3 separate regions of the Sus scrofa genome follow, and regions 1 and 3 are each linked to region 2. A link is a contact called in public Hi-C data. All regions are on one chromosome and are shown on one strand. Each heading gives the region's core, a stretch centred on a gene start, on an enhancer-like site or on the middle of the called end of the contact. The rest is flanking DNA. Distances are from core to core; before and after follow the strand shown. Region 1 holds the start of WDR24 (WD repeat-containing protein 24). Region 2 holds the start of PIGQ (phosphatidylinositol N-acetylglucosaminyltransferase subunit Q). Region 3 holds the start of RHOT2 (ras homolog family member T2).

Region 1 (3,102 bases), core at 509-3,008, 92 kb after region 2:
AACTCAAGGTCTGGCCTGAGTGCCCCCCATTCCCAGAGGGCTCTGCCCCGTGCTTCACTTGATCTCCTGGAGGTGGAAAAGGGGGAGCCGGCTCGAGGTGGGTCATCAGGGAGCTGGGCCAACAGGGAAAAGACCTCTGGAGGGACGAGGCAGTGTGTACACACACACACCACGGTGCTGCTGCTGCTTCCCTGGGCTGAGGACCCTGGAGGCAGACTTTGTGCAAATGAGGTGGTCTGGAGCTTTGAGGCAAGACAAGGCAGAGAAACAGACTGCTCAGCTGCCCAGGGTGGCTGTGGATCTGCTCTGGCTCTGCCCTCTCCCCGATCCCACGCTCAGCCTCAGCTCCGGCTGGCCCCACAAGTGCATCAGAGCTGTGAGCACACTCCAGATGCGCCTCGCACTTCCACCAGGCCTCCCCCGCCCCCCTCCGCTGACCTCCACCCACTCTTCCAGCGCCAGCTCGGCCTGCCCCTTCTCCAGGAAGCCCTCTGGAAGCACAGCTGAGGGCCTGTGATGCACACGGCACTTCCCAACCTGCCTAGACAGGCCAGGCGCCTGCAGAGATGCACACCGGCCCGACTCGCCTCCAAGGGCCTCACCCGAGAAGGTGCTGACAGAGTCCTTTCTGCGAAGGTCGAAACACTTCATGAAGCCATCCTGGGAGCCACTGAGCAGCACATGGGCCTCAGTGGGGTGGAAGCAGACTTTGTTTACCGTGCGCTTGTGCTCCGTAAACAGCTGGTCCTGCTTGTTGCGGGACGGCCGGCCCAGGTTCCAGGTGACCACCACACCGTTGGTGGCCGCCGTAGCCAGCAGGTTCTCATCCATCTGGTGCCAGACGACATCTGCGCAACTCAGGTTGAGCGAGGGCTTGCGGCCCACACGCAGATTCAGCTTCTCCACAAACTGCTCCTCCTCGATGGCGTAGATCTTGAAGATGCTGCGGCCAGCCACGACCACCTGGGCCGCGTCACGGCACACACTGATGGCGTTGGCTGGCGCGTCCAGGTGGCAGTGCATGGTGCGACCTGTCAGTGCACTGCCACTCAGGGCTGTGGTCACCCGGGACATCTTCTCCATAGCTGCACGCGTAGTGGTGGGGAAAGGTCAGTGAGGTGGGCAGGCCTGATGGGGGCGGGGGCGGGAGAGGGGGGATTGGCTAGTGCCTGTCAGCTGGGTAGTTCCTTCAAAACGGCTTAGGCCTCGGTTGGTCAGTCTCGGGAGCCGGTCCAGGGCAGTCTACGGTTAATCAGTGTGATAGGAAAGTTCCATCCCCCTAGCTGGGCAGTCAGAAGGCGCCATGGCTGCCTCGAGGCCAGTCAGTCCCATGTCTCACTTCTGAAGAAGATCGTACCTGCCAGGCCACCTCTCCAAACCCCCAACTGCCAGATCAGGACCGTCACTGGGCCTTCGGTCGGTCTGTCTCGCCCGGGGAGCCGCCCTCAGGGGAGGGGGCAGAAGGACTAGAGGGGCCCGGAGAACACAGGCTATAGAGGCACAGGGGACACGGGGGGACTTCAAGGATCGAGCTGCTTAAGGAGCCCCGGGGCGCGGAGGGGGGTCTGGCGGGACCGGAAGCAGAAGAGGCCGGCGGCACAGAGGCGGCGAGGGAGCGGGGGCAGCCGGCACCGAGACAGAGCCAGACGAACTGAGAAGTCGTTCCTTCGGAGAGAAACCGAACCCCTCGCTAACACTGCCGGGCCGGGCCGGAACCGCCGCACCGGAAGCACTCCTTCTCTTTCACGCCCCTCACCGGATGTGGTCCTTTTCTTGCCAGTCTCTCACCGGAAGCGGGTCCCACACCACAAAAGTTCCGGGTCGAGGAGCCCCGCTGCTGGAGGCGGAGGGGTGGACCGGGACGAGGGTAGAGGGGTTCCCTCGGTTCCGCCTCGGCTGGTGGCCTTTTTATTACAGTATGTTAACACCAGTGCTCATCTCTCCGCGAAGGTACGTCAGCAAGTCCGGGCAACCCTAAACGAGTCCCGAGTCCCGAGTCCCTCCGTCGTCTCCGCCCCCTCCCTCTCCCTCCCACCCGATCCCGGGCGCAGCCCCGTAACCGCTCTCCTTGCGTCCCTCGTTCCCCCTGATCCGAACGCGCACAGCGTACAGGTACTACTCGTCGGCCTAAGATTCTCCTTAAGTCCCCAATGCTCTGTGAAGAAATCCCAAACTCCTGGCCTCTTCCTCTCCCCGAGCACCTCCAGCCATGGCGGCTTCCAGCCGGCCGTGCTCTCTCCTGCTTCGCGGCCGTCGCACGGGCTCGCTCGCCCTCCGCTGCATCTCCTCATCTAGCAGGGTTCAGCTGAGTGGCTGGTTAAGGGGCCTTTCTGGGCCACCGCATCTAACTTGGCCCATACAGTCAACTGTTACCGTCACAGCACTTGTCACGACCCTTCCCTTTGTATGCTAGTTACCTTCTGTTGCAAATGAGTGTGAACCCTACCAGGCAGGGAGCATGTCTCTTTCTGCCCACAAGAGCTCCTGTGCCGGACCCCCACCTGTTCCACACAACTGGCTACATCAGTGATCCTCCCAGAGCCTCCTTTTCTCTCCTGGGTATGAGTCCCCATCTCTCCTAGCTGCACTGTGAGTTTTTAAGACATCCTTGACCCCTTTTTGGTTTGTTTTAAGGCCGCACCTGGGACATGTGAAAGTTCCTGGGTTAGGAGTGGAATCGGAGCTACAGCTGCAGGCCTAAGCCAAATCCTTAACCCCCTGAGCAGGGCCAAGGTTTGAACCTGCATCTTCATGGACACCGTGTTAGGTTCTTAACCCGCTGGGGCACAACAGGAACTCCCCGACCCTTCCTGCGAATCTTTTGTTTTGTTTTGTTTTGTTTTGCTTAGGACCACACCTGGGGCATATGGAGGTTCCCAGGCTAGGGGTTGAATTGGTGCTGTAGCTGCCAGCCTACACCACAGCCACAGCAATGCGGGATGGGAGCAGTGTTTGCAATCTACACCGCAGCTTACAGCAACACCAGATCCTTAACCTGCTGAGCGAGGCCAGGGATTGAACACACGTCCTCACGAATACCAGTCAGATTCGATTCCGCTGTGCCACAACGGGAACTCCCCTCTGACCTTTCTTAACCTTCGT
Region 2 (3,230 bases), core at 66-2,565:
TCTCGGCACCCGGTGGGGTGCTCTTTGTATTGCGCCCCAAACGTGGGTCCGTGCAGCACCAGCTCGGAGAGGCCCGGCCACCCACCCACCAGCTCTCCAGGCTCCTGGGCCTCCCCCGCCAGCGCACCCGCCTCCCAAACCTCGCACTGGACCTGCCTGGACCCCCACCCCACCCCCCGGCTGCTGGACGGATCCCGGTCCCCTCAGGGCGGTCAGGGGGGCCCCGGGGTCTGCACTGCTCTCCAGATGACCTGCTCTTCCTGACGGCGCAAACGCACCCTGTGTCCACGTGCTGGACCTCGAGGGACGCTCCTGCTGCCACCTGTCCTGCCATGTGCTGGGGGCTGGGGCCTCCGTGCCAGACCATGTGGCTGTGACAGCCGCTGGGCTCGTGGTGGTCAGTGATCTCGCTCGTGGGGCTGTCCGCGTGCTGCAGCCTACTGCCCGAGCCCCTCACAGCCGCTGGGCGACAGTGGGCACCTTCTGGGCCCCCCCAGGAGCTGGCTGTGGATGATTTTGGCCACCTCTTGGTGACAGACTACATTCTTGGGGTGGGGCACAGCTTAACACTGGACCCTGCCCTGGAGCCGCTGGCCCCCACCTCCATGTTGGGCCTGGGGGGGGGGTCCCTGCTCAGTGAAGAGTTTGGGGACATGCAGTTGTTTGTCAGTGCCCGCCAGCCCCTGGGCTCCCTGGGGGACCTGAGTGGGCTCCACTTTGGCAGCCTGGTGGGCGTGGGCACCCATGCAGCAGCAGTGTCACTGTGGCAGACGAGCAGAGGTGCTGGTGATCCTGTTTTCCTGGGCCTGGGTGTCCCTCTGGCTGGTGTCCGAGGGACTGGGGGGCCCCTGGGTGTGGCCTGTGCCCCCCCCCCCGAGGATGGCTGCCTCAGAGCGTACCTGCACTGCTTGGAGCTGGCCTGACCAGGCGGGCTTGGACGGGGGTAGCCCCTGACCGTGCGTGCTCCAGCCAGGACCACGGTGGGGGAAAGTTCAGGGTAGGCGGGTGCTGGCCATGCCTTCCTGACCCTGCACGTTTGCTGACCCTCCTGAGCGCTGCTGTGCCGAGCCCTGCACTGGCCCCTGTCCTCCTCTGGGCGAGGATTCAGTCCTGCTCGGCAGCCGGGATCACCTGCCTCCCAGCCCCCAGGGCCCAGGAGGCCTGCCCTTCGGGGCCAGCAGCTGAAGCCTGGGGATCTCTGGAGAGTTGGGCCAGCTGCCAGCCCTCCCCCAGGCAGGATCTCCCGCTGGCGCCGCAGCCCCTGCCTCCTAATCAGACAGAAGCCGGCGGGGAGGGTGTGGCTGGGCTGGGCTCATCAGGGCAGTCTGGGAAGGGGCGCGGCCCCTCACAGTCCCCCATTTTCAGAGGCGCCCCAGGTTCTGAGCCTCCTGCAGCTTCTCTGGCCTCAGCCGAGGTAAGGGGGGGCAGAAGAGGGGCTGCCCTGGAGGCGCCCTGGGCTGTCACGTGGCTGAGCTGTGAACCTCCAGGCTCCTGGGCGTCTTCTCCCACAGGAGGCTGTCTGAGCCGTCGTTTCCTCCTCCGCAAACGAGGCTGCAAGGGCATGGGGACAGTTCTTGTGAGGACAGACTCCTGCTGCTGAAAAACAGCAGGAACAGGAGGCCCGGAGGGGCGGGCAGGTGCGGGGTTACTCTGAGTCTGGGGCCCAGCCTTGCTCCCAGTTCCAGTGAGGGGGTCTTCAGGGGGAGGGGACAGTGCCTAGTCCTGCCCGGGCGGCTGGTGAGGGATGCTTCTGCCTCTCACAAGGACTGTGGTTTAGGGGTCTGTGGTTTGGGCCATTGCCTGACAAGGTCCCGCCTATATGTTCCGGCTCTGCGGAGGTGGCGGTGGGTTAGCGGGTCAGTGTGGAAAGTTCTGTTGCCGGTTCTCAGTAAACATTAGTTGCTGCTGCTGGTGTTGGGGGTATTTTTCCCTGGAGCAGGAGGGGCCATCAGATCGGATGGCTTCAGCCTCTGGGCTGGCCCTCCAAGCTCACGTGGCCCCTGCAGGAACCAGGATGCTGGGAGAGGGGAGCCGGGAGATCCCACCCAGGACTTGGGGTCCTTTCACCTGGATGGTGGGGGGCAAGGAGAGGGCGGGGATCCTCATTTGTCAGGTCTAATGGGTCCCCAGACGAGGAAACTCGGGATGGGAGAGAGGTTTGGTGGCTGCGGCAAGGTGGATGACTGGAAGGCAGGGGTGTTGGGGACACTGTGGGTAGGCTGGAGGTGGGACAAGGGCTTTGTGCACAGAGCGTGAGGAGGACCAAGGTGCGCGGCGTGGGTCGGGCAGACGGGGACGCTATGGCAACAAGGGAGTCATTCTGGCCACACTGGCTCGAGGGTCCGGAACGTTGCATGCGGGGAACGCTTGTGCGTGAGGCCGGCGGGCAGCCCGGGCACATTTGGGGACGGACCGTAGCGCGGCAACGCCGGGAGCGGGCGGAAATGGGGCTCCTGTCCCGCGGCACGGCCGCGGCGGGGCTGGGGGCCGTGAGCGCCGTCGTCCGCCCGGGCCCACCCGTCGTTGTCCCCAACCCCATCCCGACCCTGCCGCCCGAGGGGGCGGCCCCGGGGAGCAGCCGGTGAGCACTCAGGGGGCGGGCCAGCGTCCTGCGGCGCGACCTTGGGGAGCTGCCCCCGCCGGCCTGTGGTCCCGACTCCCGCCGCGCCGCCCGACAGACCCGGGAGCCCGAGGGTCTCCGGAGCCGCGCTGGCCTCCTGCTTCTCGGAGCTTCTGTTTCCTCATTTGTAAAATAGGGACGCTGCCGGCCAGGGCGGGCTTGAGACTTGGGAGGGCGGTGAGGCCCCGCCGGGTCCTCCTGGGGCCCGTCCGCCAAGCCCCGCGTTTGCGGCGGGGCGGCGTGGGTGCCCTGGCGAGGAATCTGGTCCCGGCCCTGTGGGGTGAAGGGAGGCCAGCCGGGTCCCTCTGGCCCAACCTGGTTCCCGCTGTGGACTCTTTGGAAGGGCATTCAGGGTCATTGGAACCGGCTGTCAGCACTTTACAGCTGTCCCTGACTGCAGTAAAGGGCAAAACCCAGAGCCCTAGATTCGTGTCTCTTCTTCTGAAATGAGAGAAGAAAAGCACTGTTTACTGAACGCTTGTTGTGTTCTAAACACAAACACATAGAGTAAGAACGGATCTTGTGAGCTCTTGAGGAGCGCGAGTCTCCACAGGGGAGGGCTAGAGACGTCCCTGGCTGGTTGTAACTGGGCTTTTGCCCTGGATCCACT
Region 3 (3,193 bases), core at 366-2,865, 71 kb after region 2:
CCCCAGTATGGAGACTTCGGGGCAGAGGGTGCAGACCTGTGGCTGGCTGCCAGCGGGGACCAGCGGGTCAGCGTCTGGGCCTCTGATTGGCCGCAGAACCACTGTGAGCTTGTGGACTGGCTGAGCTTCCCGGCGCCTGCCCTCACAGAGGTAAGAATCCCAATAGCCCGGTGGGCAGATGCTGCCCACCCTCTCCCAACACCACACTCTCCACAGGTGCCCGGCTGCCTGCCACCGTCCCTGGCTGCCTTCTGCCCCTGGGATGGGGCGCTGCTGGCATGTGTGGGCCTCGGCCTGCACCACGAGGTGCTCTTCTACAGCCTCCGGCAGAAGCAGGCATGTGCACCTGCCCGCAGGACCTGGTGCTGGGGAGGGGCGGGTCTCAGGGCCATGGGAACCCCTGCCACGGCCTCACGCTCGCTGCCTGCAGGTGGTGGAGAGGATCCCGTTGCCTTTCCTCGCCGTGTCCATGAGCCTGTCCCCCAGGGCCTGCCTTGTGGCTGTCGGCTTTGCTGGTGAGTGCTGAGCTCTGGCGTGGACTCTGGCCTGACCTGAGTGGGGCCACGTAGGTACACCTGGGCCCCAAGCTCCTTGTCCCTGAAGTGGCTGGGGCGAGGACCTCCCCTCCAGGGGTGTTAGAGATCGGATCTGGAGATGGGGGGGCAGGCAGGTTCCCCCATGAGGCCCCCGTTTCAGCTGGAGACAGAGCCAGGGTGGGTTGGAGGATCCTCAGATCCTGGAGCTACACAGAGTCGGGCACGGGCCCCCAGCGCCCCAGCTGCCCTGGGCTCTTCTCCCCCCCACCCTGCTGTCCGCCCACAGAACAGATGCTGAGGCTGGTGGACTGTGCCTCGGGGGCCGTGCAGGACTTTGCTGGCCACGCCGACTCAGTGCAGCTCTGCAGGTTTTCCCCATCTGCCCGGCTGCTCTTCACGGCGGCCCACACACAGATCCTGATGTGGGAAGTCGTGGGCCCCTGAGCTGCTGCAAGGATGGCCAAGTTGGGCTTGCCTTGCTGGTCAGCCGGGTGCCTGGCCTGGGCAGAGGCTTGGCTAAGAAGTTGGCTTGGCCCAGGGCCTTGTGCTGGGCCCACGTGGCTCTGTGGGCTCCGCCCCAGGCTGGCCCCGGAGCGTGTTGTGTCAGTCAAGACCTTGAACACACATCTGTGAAGCGCTCGTGGCCTCGTTTCCTTCTGGATTTTGTTTCCACCTTGTACAGTTCAAATAAATGTGGGCGTTGCATTAAAGCAAGGTCTGCTGGCTTCTCCAGACTCCTGTTTCCGGGCTCGGCTGTCCCTTCCGACCTGAGATCAGCTGTTGACCTACCCTTAGGCCTCCTGCTCCCTGCCCCGACCCTGCAGGGGAGGCCTGGAGGCCTGCCCACCTGCGAGCTCCGGGGGGGGGGGGGGGGGGGAGGGGGGCGGCGGCACCTGGGGCAGAAGCCCTGCCCCTCCGGCCGGCGGTGCGCCTGCAGTGCCCAGCACGCCCACGCGGTGGCGCCGCGGCGCAGCCAGGCGCTCTGGTCCATGCCCCCGCCCCGCTAGCTAGTGCGGCTGCGCGCGCTGGGGCCGGAAGTGCGGGCGCCTGTAGAGCGCGGGCCTGGGCAGGGGTTGCAGTCGAGGTTGCGTTCGGGGACGGGGGTCTGCGTCCGGGTTCGGCTGCCGCTCTCTGCGGTCACCATGAAGCGAGACGTGCGCATCCTGCTGCTGGGCGAGGGTGTGCGCCCGGGCCCGGGCCGGGCGGGGGCCGGAGCCGGGTCGGGGTCTTGGGGCAGCGGCTGGTCGTGGCTGGGGCGGGGCGCCGCCACTTTGGCCGTTGCGCTGACCGCGCCGCCTGCCTCTTCCGCCCCCGCGCGCAGCCCAGGTAGGAAAAACGTCATTGATCCTGTCGCTGGTGGGCGAGGAGTTCCCCGAAGAGGTAAGGCCGAGCACGCCCCGCGCCCAGGGGGAGCCCAGGCCTGGGCGCCGCCGCCGCCCTCAGCCCTTCCCGGCTGCCCTCACGGCCGCCTCTGCCCCAGGTCCCCCCTCGGGCAGAAGAGATCACCATTCCCGCGGACGTCACCCCAGAGAAGGTTCCCACCCACATCGTGGATTACTCAGGTACAGAGGCCTCGGCCCGCGGTTCTGTCCAGGAGCTGGCGCTTCTGGCAGGTCCGCAGTGGGGTTTTTTTCCCATGCAGAAGCTGAGCAGACAGCCGAGGAGCTCCAGGACGAGATTCAGAAGGTACAGGGTGTTCTGAAGCTTCGGGAAGGAGGTGCTGGGCCTTGGGGTCAGGGCTCAGGCCCGGGGGTGGTGCTTTTGGCCTGATCGGCTTCACCTTCTGAGGGATGAGATTAAGGTGCCCAGCGAGTCTGCAGCCTCGTTAATTCTGCCGTGACCTGTCAGCTCTAAGGGTTATTGGGGTGCCGGTGATGCACCCTGTTGGGAGCTGGGGAAGAGAGGGACCTTTCCTCCCTCCTGCCCACATGGCTGGCCAGGTCTCCCTGGCTTTCCCTCTCCCGGTGGACCTTGGGAGCAGCCTCCAGGTCCGTGACAGTGATCCCTTAAACGGCTGTGCCCAGCTGTCCTTCCCCACCCCTTACTCAGTCCGGTGTCTTGGGCCTCTGGGCTGCAGTGGGTATTGTGGCCAAGGCTGTGGGCCGCACAACCCTCTGCTTCCCTGTCACCAGGAGAACCTGTGCCTGGACCAAGCTGGGGGTGTAGGCGCTGCCCCGGCAGTCCTGCCTGATCCCCCAGCAGCTGCTGCTATGTCCTGAGGGTACCACTGGGCAAGGATGCAGGCCGCAGCTACCTGCAGCAGCTGTCGAGGTGCCCTTTCCCCTGTGTTGTGGTCCTGGTCATTGGCACTGCCTGTGGTGACCAGGGAGCCAAGGGCTGAGGCTGGGGTGGCGGCGCCAAGTTTCACAGTGGCCGTATTTGTCCTGAGCCCTCAGGGGACTGGACCAGAGCTGCCATCCTGGAGCCTGGCATCTGTGGCGGGAGCAGGCAGGGAAGGGTTTGCCTGAGGTGTGAGTGGCCGCTGGTGTGACTCGGCCGGGGAGCGCCAGCTGGAGGGGCGGGCTGCCGTGGTCCCTGAGCCTGATCCTGTGCAGTCTGTGAGTGGAGCAGGAAGCTTCAGATCACACCACACACCGCTCCTCTGCCCACAGGCCAGCGTGGTGTGTGTGGTATATGACGTGTCGGAGGAGACCACC

Evidence for each region. Hi-C and Micro-C count contacts between places; a contact is called where the count stands out from the background.
Region 1: a Hi-C map of retroperitoneal adipose tissue shows a contact between it and region 2, with 1.5 times the contacts expected there. The contact joins the promoter of WDR24 here to the promoter of PIGQ in region 2. A contact is called at or near these places in 2 of 5 promoter capture datasets (fetal liver and liver) and 2 of 47 Hi-C or Micro-C datasets (liver and retroperitoneal adipose tissue).
Region 3: a contact with region 2 is called in a Hi-C map of liver, with 3 times the contacts expected there. The contact joins the promoter of RHOT2 here to the promoter of PIGQ in region 2. A contact is called at or near these places in 2 of 5 promoter capture datasets (fetal liver and liver) and 2 of 47 Hi-C or Micro-C datasets (epiblast stem cells and liver).

Annotation. Positions count from the first base shown.
Region 1 is chr3:41,084,071-41,087,172 of Sscrofa11.1, reverse strand. WDR24 (WD repeat-containing protein 24) reads right to left here and starts at 1,758. Exons shown (of 8, transcript XM_003124706.6): 1 at 603-1,758. The coding sequence starts at 1,083.
Region 2 is chr3:41,175,538-41,178,767 of Sscrofa11.1, reverse strand. PIGQ (phosphatidylinositol N-acetylglucosaminyltransferase subunit Q) reads left to right here and starts at 1,315. Exons shown (of 10, transcript XM_021086906.1): 1 at 1,315-1,414.
Region 3 is chr3:41,104,792-41,107,984 of Sscrofa11.1, reverse strand. RHOT2 (ras homolog family member T2) reads left to right here and starts at 1,615. Exons shown (of 20, transcript NM_214325.2): 1 at 1,615-1,715; 2 at 1,858-1,916; 3 at 2,017-2,098; 4 at 2,179-2,222; 5 at 3,149-3,193. The coding sequence starts at 1,679. It overlaps WDR90 (WD repeat-containing protein 90), which reads left to right. Exons shown (of 42, transcript XM_021086904.1): 39 at 7-150; 40 at 217-336; 41 at 431-515; 42 at 823-1,250. The coding sequence ends at 980.